Regions from separate parts of the Mus musculus genome. Here region 1 is linked to region 2. Evidence: chromatin contacts called from public capture Hi-C data. All regions are on one chromosome and are shown on one strand. The core of a region is the stretch at or near the end of the contact, and the rest is flanking DNA. Distances in the headings are between cores, read along the strand shown.

The links. Capture Hi-C pulls out chosen DNA fragments and counts their contacts.
Region 1: a contact with region 2 is called in a capture Hi-C map of embryonic stem cells, with 2.4 times the contacts expected there. The contact joins two enhancer-like sites. A contact is called at or near these places in 2 of 115 datasets of contacts at active chromatin or transcription factors (both in embryonic stem cells) and 1 of 9 other capture datasets (embryonic stem cells).

Annotation. Positions count from the first base shown.
Region 1 is chr5:35,946,236-35,950,206 of GRCm38.p6, reverse strand. It overlaps Afap1 (actin filament associated protein 1), which reads right to left. Exons shown (of 17, transcript NM_027373.2): 5 at 1,961-2,172. Among named protein-coding and RNA genes, the nearest start is that of Afap1, 55 kb to the right of the region's middle. Within about 2 kb of position 1,701, at least 58 of the 459 cell types and tissues checked have an H3K27ac peak or open chromatin away from gene starts, as enhancers often do. A contact at or near this core is called in embryonic stem cells, where this site is marked.
Region 2 is chr5:35,708,684-35,712,883 of GRCm38.p6, reverse strand. Sh3tc1 (SH3 domain and tetratricopeptide repeats 1) reads left to right here. Exons shown (of 18, transcript NM_194344.2): 10 at 1,890-2,023; 11 at 3,198-3,239. Among named protein-coding and RNA genes, the nearest start is that of Gm31888, 9.4 kb to the left of the region's middle. Within about 2 kb of position 2,198, at least 33 of the 459 cell types and tissues checked have an H3K27ac peak or open chromatin away from gene starts, as enhancers often do. A contact at or near this core is called in embryonic stem cells, where this site is marked.

The DNA of each region.
Region 1 (3,971 bases), core at 452-2,951, 240 kb before region 2:
CAGCACTAGGTACAGGCAGACCCCAGGAAGAAAGGTGACTTGGCCTCAGAGTCCATCCAGTGGAGAGGCTCTTCCAGTGATACCCACCAGCTAGGAGACAGATACTTCAGTGAGTGGGCAGAGTGTCTGGGGGTGACTGGGTAGGTCTGGAATTGCCTGGGCATGGAAATAAAAGGTCTAGAGATGGAGTCAATAGAGTAGGTAGCGTGACACCCACAGGGGGAGGCCAGGCAAGGTGTTCCAGGAAAGAAAAGTATGCTTTCTCTCATCTGAGTAGTTGATCATGGGTTAATTATGAAGGAAGATAATGCATACACACATATACATAAAAATACATACATACATACATATACATACATACACACACACATACATACATACACACACATACATACATACATACACACAGCACAACAACAAACAAACAAACAAAACAACAATTACTACTACTACTACTTTAAGCCAAATGTGTGTAGTACTTGCTCATAATCTCATCATTCAGGAGATGGAAGAGAAAGGATTCAGAGCTCAAGACTAGCCTGGGCTACATAGTGAATTTGAGGCTAACCTGAGCTATCTAGCAAGATTCTGTCATAACAAAGCCAAAATCAAATAAAAGGCCAAGTTTCACCTTGCATTTTGTCTTACATGATGTTTTCCCTCATTTTCCATTTATTCCTTCAACAATTTAAAGGTAGGCTCTATGAAAGCTATGAAAGCTCTCACCATCATAGAGCAGGGAGAGGGCTCTCACTGCAGAGAAAAGCAAGAGAGGAGGAAGAGGACCAACGGGTGTGGGGCCAGGAACCTGGGCCCCAAACTGCTGACTCTGCATCAGCCCTCCCGCTGTCTGCACTGGAAATAAAACGGCTCTTTCTCATGAGTGTGGAGTACATTTTAAATCACTGCATATAGCATATCACCATCTTGCAGCGATTGCATCAGATTATAAAGAAGGGCTATGTTAATATTTTTCATGCTTTAAAATCCCCAATGGCATCATTTTTGGCATATTCTATATTTGGAAGAAATTCAGGCCACACATGTGGAAAAAATATGCACTTCGTTTAAAAAGGCTGAACAAAAAAAAAAAGAAGAAGAAGAAGAAGAAGAAGAAGAAGAAGAAGAAGAAGAAGAAGAAGAAGAAGAAGAAGAAGAAGAAGAAGCACATCCAGTGATCTAAGAGCCAATGCGAGCAAGACTCCCATAATTCACTGGGGGCCATGGTCTCTCTTACAGTGTTATCTGCTCCATCACGTGGGGAAAGGAGAAACCCAGATTTTCTCCTTTAAGGACTCACTTTTGAGCAATTGCTTCCTGAGGTTAATTTGAAAGACAAAAGGCAAAAAGCAGACAGTAAAACTCCTGACCCAGTGACCAGCCTTGGTTTTTACCGGAAGTGGCCTTGGGAGCTGGGGGGACTGGGGGCAGGAATGCCGCCTCCAAGGCTCCTCTCCTTGGAACCCCCAAGGGGACAGCACCTGTAGCCAGAGTCCTGAATCTTCTACGCCCTGCTTCTGGATGTACTCCACCTTCCTGTTTTGCCTCCAAAACAAAACAAAACAAAACAAAAAAACCCACCCTTCTTTTTGGAAAGCTTTTGACTTTCCAAAAGAATGTCCTTTCCCTCTGCCCTCCCCTAGGCGCCTCCACAGGCTCCGGCCTCTGCTGTGACCTGGCTGGGAGGAATTTACTGACTCGCTACAAATGAGAAAGTCTATCTTGCAGTTTCTGGCAAGTCTCAACACTGCTCATTTCCACTGACACAAGCCACAGGCCCCGCGGGGTGGAAGGACTTGGGTGTGGGGGAACCATGAGCCCTCCCTGAAGAGGTGCCAGCGGGCTGGGCTGAGCTGGGCTGGGCCGTCGCTTGCCTCCCCTGTGGTAGCGTCTGCATGTACCAGTTGTGGTCCTGTACTTCGGACTGCCAATGGCGGCACAGCCCCACTGGGCTCCTCACCAGCAGCTTGGTGTCTTTGATGACGCAGAGCAGCTTGGTCCACTGGCCAAAGCGTTTCTTGCGCAGCAGGAAGGCACAGATCTTGGCGTCTTTCACCAGGTCCATAGAGGCCTCCTCTGACGGCCACTGATGCCGAGTTTTCTTCCCCTTCCCGTCCTCTTCCTCTTCATCATATGACTCATAGGAACTGCTCATGGCATCAGAGTCATAATCTGTGGAGGAGAAAAGGGTAGAGGTGAGAGGCCGACCCTCCAGCTCACCTCACCTGGCCTTATTTCCAGCCACCGTAGGCTTCAGTGAGAAAGGGCTTCCGCCCTGGCACTGGGGATAAAACTTGCACAAGTCAGGCACTGAGAACACATCAAAATGCTTCAAATGCAACGACTAAAACATTGAGATTCATTTTTTTTTAAATCTCTAGATTCGTTCACATCAACAGGATGATGTCACCCCAATGGCAGCATTAACTGTGCCCTGCCTTGGGTGGTCACTCGGGAACCATGTCCGTGAAGAGTCCTCTGCTCCTCTTTATCTGGCCTTGATTAAATCCACCCCCACCCCAGTCTTCTTGTTGACACTACCACCCACAGACCCTTCAGTACACTTGGGATCCACCAGAGGCCACCTCTTCCCACTGGCTTGCCTTGGATCTGGGCAGGACTGGTCCCATCTCTCTAACAGAACAAATCTCACTCAAGGACACCCCAGTTCTTACACTTTCTCCACACATAGCCTGCTCCCTCTTCCTCTGGGCTCTCTGTACACACCCGAGCTGCCCCATCTCCCTCCTCTCTCCTGGGATAATGTGTGTTCATGTCTAGCATTAAGCTATGGCTCCCTCTGGCCAGTACCATGGGCTCAAGATTCCCTGAGACTCTCATGCTGAGTGAGGTCTTTAGGCTAACATGACTGCATCTGATGGAGCTTTTGGATTACGATTCAGATGAAATCTGTTACCAATACGACCATAAGGTAGAGTCCTAATCCAATGGGAGTGGTGAGAGAAAGGGACAAGAGGAAAGAGGGGGGAAGAAGGGAGGGGGTGAGGACATGTCCAGAAGGCACACCTCTAAGACAGGCCATCTGTAAGATAAAGCACTGGTACGATAACTCTAGCATGGCCCAAGAATTTCAGCATTCCAGCCTCTGAGCTGAGAGTGATTTGAGGCAGCAGCCTGAGCAGGCCAACAGCACACTGTGTCATAGGCCCTTGTGACACACTGTACACACTCCAACAGACTCCTCACTGTGTGCACAGGTCAGCTCTTTACGCCAAGCTGGGAACCCTGGGAAGAGAGCATCCTGTTGTATGTGGTAGCTCTCCCAGCCAGCACCTAGCAAAGCTCCTATTGCAGGAACATGGCCAGTGCACTGTCAGGGAAGGATCCTTCAGAGGGACAATGGCACATTCAGGCCTGGGGTGGCTGGGAAGAGAAGTAACAGACAGAGCACTTGAGGCAGTGGTAACCTGAGAGTGTGAGAGCTGCCAGTCTGAAGTGCTGAGGATGCAGACAGGAGGTTGCAGTAGAATAACTTGTCAGTCAGGCCAGGCTCCTGCCATCTTCAGATCAGCAGCCTCTCTTTCTCCTCTCCCCTCCTACACACCAGCACGTGGCTATCCCAGTGTCTGCATCTGCCTAACACCCCCTCTTTACATGGCAGCCTCAAAGGAACTTTTCAACCTTCATTTTCATGAAGGAATTAAGTCACACATGGTTCCAGGGCCCCAAAGCCTATGGCTGTGTGGATACCATACAGCAAGGCAAAGACAGAAGGCAGGCTCTGACTGGAGGGGCAGATGGGGGGAGCATACCATCAGAGAGGCTCATGCTGTCAAACAGGGACCTAAGAGCCAGAAATGCCAGACCCTGGGAGAAGGAGATTGTCACCTGGCCCCTGGAGAAGATGCTGGCAGCCCGCCACAGGTCTAAGAAAAGTGCTATAAGCCAATGCACTCTGGGAAACCAGCTTCCAGAGCATGTGGACACTCGGTGTTGGCAATGGTATGGAA
Region 2 (4,200 bases), core at 949-3,448:
ATTTCCTGGTACTCTATCAAAATGTCAGTGTGCACACAGGATGGGGGCACAGTCTGTCTACACGCCTTTTGGGACACCTCCACAGACTCTCCACTCAGCTCCAGTGACAGAATTCTGGGCTCTCCTGTATTGCACAGTGTCACGTCATGGTGACCTCATTAACTCAGCTGTTTCTTGAGAACAGCTGAGTGGCTCGTGACTTATGTCTCAAGGTCTCTCATTACAGAGATAGCACAGCTCTAAGGAGAATGTTTACTCTGTTGCTGGGCCTTTTGACAGATGTGGGGGTCCTTGTGGCTTCAACAGTTCCAAACTTAACAGAAGTCAGGGTTGGAAGAGCACGGATCTGGTCCGTTCTTCCCTGTCTCCCTAGAGTGTTAGAGGTGTTGACATCATCTTTCACAGCAAGGGACTGTACCTACTTCTCTGTCATTCCAGTATTTCTGGTGTCTCTCCTGCCCTGAACCTGGAAGCTTCCAGCTTGGTAACAGCCCAGAGGTTCCTCTCCTGTCTTGATGCGATCTCGGATTTACAGAACAAGAAGAACACAGCCACAACCTGTCCCTTACCTGCTGGTGGCTGAGAACGGTTTCTCACCTTGGTTGCTTTCTCTTCTTTTTCTCTCTTCCTTGTGCTTGTCCTCCGAGCCTTTGAGGATAAGTTATACAAGTTAAGGCCCTTTGCCCCATTGAAGAACTGCCTCTTGAAGCCAGGATCTCAAGTATAACCACAGGACAGGTATCAAAAACCAAGACACCTTGCCACCACGATGTTCACAAGCAAAGATGATTCCAGCACGCATGTCACACTCACTGTGTCACCCGTTCCACCCTAGCAGCCTTCAGTCACCTTTTCCTCTCTTCTGTTTCTGAAGCAGAGGCTCGCTGGGTAGAGACCGGAAACTGCGCTGTGTTTTCTTTGAAGCTTATTAGTTTCACAGTGTCCTGCTGACTTACTCATACAGGCAAAATCGCCTCCTTCCTCTGTCTTCTTCCTTTTGTGCCTCTGACCTTTCCCTGTTTCCTTTGCCTGACTTCATGGCCACATGAGCCCTGTCCTTGTGTTGGGTACTGTGAGAAGGATGGTGGTTTCACAGGGGAGAGTTCAAGTGGGCTTTGAGAATCTGCCTGGCACTCAACCTTCCCAGGATCTTTATAATCTAAATATTTCTATCTCTATCTCTCTACATCCATATATATAGAGAAAGGTCATTTTTTTCATGTGTACGAGTGTTTTGCCTGCCTATGTGTCTTTCTGTACACACATGGATGCTTCATGCCTGCGGAGGACAGAAGAGGGTATGGAATCCCCTGGACTCAAGTTGTAGATGGTTGTGTTTGGAAAACAGACTCAGTCCTCTATGACAGTAACAAGTACTCTTAACTTCTGAGCTCTCCCTCAGGCCCGTTTACAGGCTTTCTTATTCTGGGCTCAGCAAAGGTCCCCTCAAGGGCAGGTTTTGTTTCTGTTTAGTGTCTTCATTGAGGTTGAGTGGGGCCAGCAGTCTGATGGGGGAGAAGATCCAGATCTGACTGTGAAATTTTGTCAAAAAAGACAAAACCACAAGTTGAGCTGTGGAGATAATTGGCTGCTGATTAAGATCCCTGAATCAGAAGTCTCTCCATCCTATGATAGAGAATACAGCTCCCAGGGGGCCGTGGCCTCCGTGAGATAGCAAGGAAATGCAATGGAACGAGCCACCTGGCTCACACAGGAGGGAGACTCAGCTGGCCTGTGGCTCTGTTCCAAAGTCCTGGAAGGACACTAAACTTGGTTAACCTAAAGATGACTTTCTTGGCCCAACTCCATCTGCCCACTCACACTGGGCCTCCTGGGCTTTGAGAAAATTTGTTCTTCTAAATAAGGTGGTTTGCTTTTTATCTTCCTAGCCTGGAAAGTGCCATTTTCCTCAGTGAGGAAGAAAGGTCATTCTTCAGAAGTGAGGGCCACTTCTCAGACGAAGATGCCCGGCGGCTCCTGAGCAGGACATCTGGCACAGATGTGTGCACCACATGCAGCCTGGGTAGGTACAGGGAGTGTGGCACCTCTGGTCTCTCTGTAAGCTGTGGAGACAAGATTGTGCTGCTAAGTCATTTTAACCTAGAGTCTTCCCCCGGGCAGATTCCTGGAAGAGCAGAAACTGGCATAAAGGGTGTGGGCCAAATGTTTTGCAAATGGGTGGAGCCCAATAGTCTGGTCAAGGCCACACATGACTGTCAGACTCTGCCCTCCCTGCCCGAGCTGGGTTGATGTACTATTGCCTTAGTCCCAAGAGAGCTGGACGTGGGCTGGATACTTCTGGCTCTTTCTGAACTCCCTAGGGACCCTCTCTTCCCCTCCCTTTCCAACTATGCAGCCTCCCTCAGGCCATCCTCCAAAGAAGCAGTGAAAGCCACACTAGGGATCAGGGCAAGGCAACCCTGTGTCCTCAGGGTTGGGTACAGACAACAACCTGGCTTAGAATCCAAAGACGGCAGGGACTGGTGACACAAGGAAGTAGTCCTGAGGCTCTGGGTGTTGAAGGAGCCTATGTCCTGTCATCAAGCACCAGATGCAGACACACTGGGCCCTTAGCTTCTGTGGACAGGAAAATGTGGGGCCCCATTATGATCTGACAGCACCTTTACCAGCACTGAGGCTGGTCCTCTGCCTGTGCTGGTCAGACTCACTTCTCCAGCTCAGGCAGAACTGGCTTCATGACTGTTGGTTGGCCTGGGCACTTGACCTCTAGAATTCCAGGACCTAGAACTTCCAAAGGTGGTGCCCTTCCTCTTCTGCACGTTGTTGTCATGCATGTCTTCTTCAGTGCTTTTCCTCATTTGGTAGCTATGGCAACCCAGCAGGCAGTTAGTGCTCACCCAAGTAAGTGGGAATGAGGGTTCAAGTGCCACCCTGGGTGACAAGCAACCTACAAAAGGAGCTCAAGCCGGTTTGTTCTGCTGCTTGGCGTCTGTGCCTGTGCTCGCTGTGAAGCTGACAATGATCACAGGCACCCCCAGTAGGCGTGGGGGCGGGGGAAGGGGCACCCGAGGTAGACATGTGCTCCCTTGCCTGGAGACATCTGAGAACATGGGTTCTCTGGCCCTGATCACCATAGGTGCTAGTGACTACACAGCTTGCATTCACCTGGCCACACGAGGCAGAACACGGGGCACAGGTAGAGGAAGTGACTGTTGCCCTTTTCCCTTTCCTTCTAGACTGGTTAGAAGAAGCTGAGGGCGAACAGCTGGAGCAACGAGGTAGGTGCTCCCCTGCCTGCGGGCTCAGGTCCTCTTCTTATGGCTGAGTCTCGAGGGTGAGCTCAGGTTCACTGGGTGTGAACACCAGACAGAGGTAGCAGCACTGGAGAGCAGGTCGCTGGCCATCAAACGCCACACCTCTGCAGGATGCTGGCGGATGCGGGATGGGTGGCCGGGAGCTCTCCTATTATAACTGCTGGAAGCTTTGGGAACCCAGACTTCTTCTTCAGTGGACCTCCCAAGAAGGCAGAGTCCCCTCCCCTGCTCCAGCCCACACTGCTGTGGGCTCCTTTTCAAGATAGATGTAACTACCCAGATTTCCCACAGTGGACCTGACTATACTACTATAGGAGTATAGTACACTACTACAGGAGTATAGTACACTACTACAGGAGTGTAGTACATTACTACAGGAGTGTAGCAGTTGGATTTAGGGATTGGAGAGCCCTTTTCCCTAACTTAGTCTAAGGGGTCCCTCCCTCTTGGGGTCCATTCCAGAATACCCGTGCAATTGTCCTCTGCAGCTATCTCCTTCACCAGAGGGTCTAAACAGGGGATCTAGAAATGTGAACCCCTGAGGGGCCTGGGATAACCCCAGGAATGTACCTATGTACGCTTAACTGGGATTCAAGGAAGAGGACCAGGAGGAGGCTGGCACTGCTGGGATGGGTCCCAGCCTCCTTCTCTGGGTACAGCGAGCAGAGGCAGATGAGGATGGCGTAGCTTGGGTGGCCCATCCTCTGCCCAGGTCCTGACAGAGGCCCTAGGGCTCCTCCATCTGTCCAGTCAGGAAGGCCCCTGTGGCTGGGGATTTCTAGACCAATCCAATAGGCTTTACAGACTAGGAAAGTCTGGCTGGCCTCAGCCATGCTATGTAGCAGGAGAATCTCAGACACTTGATTTTCCTTCTGCTTCCGAAGTGCTGAGACCAAAAGTGTGTGCTCCCACATCTGGCTCCAGG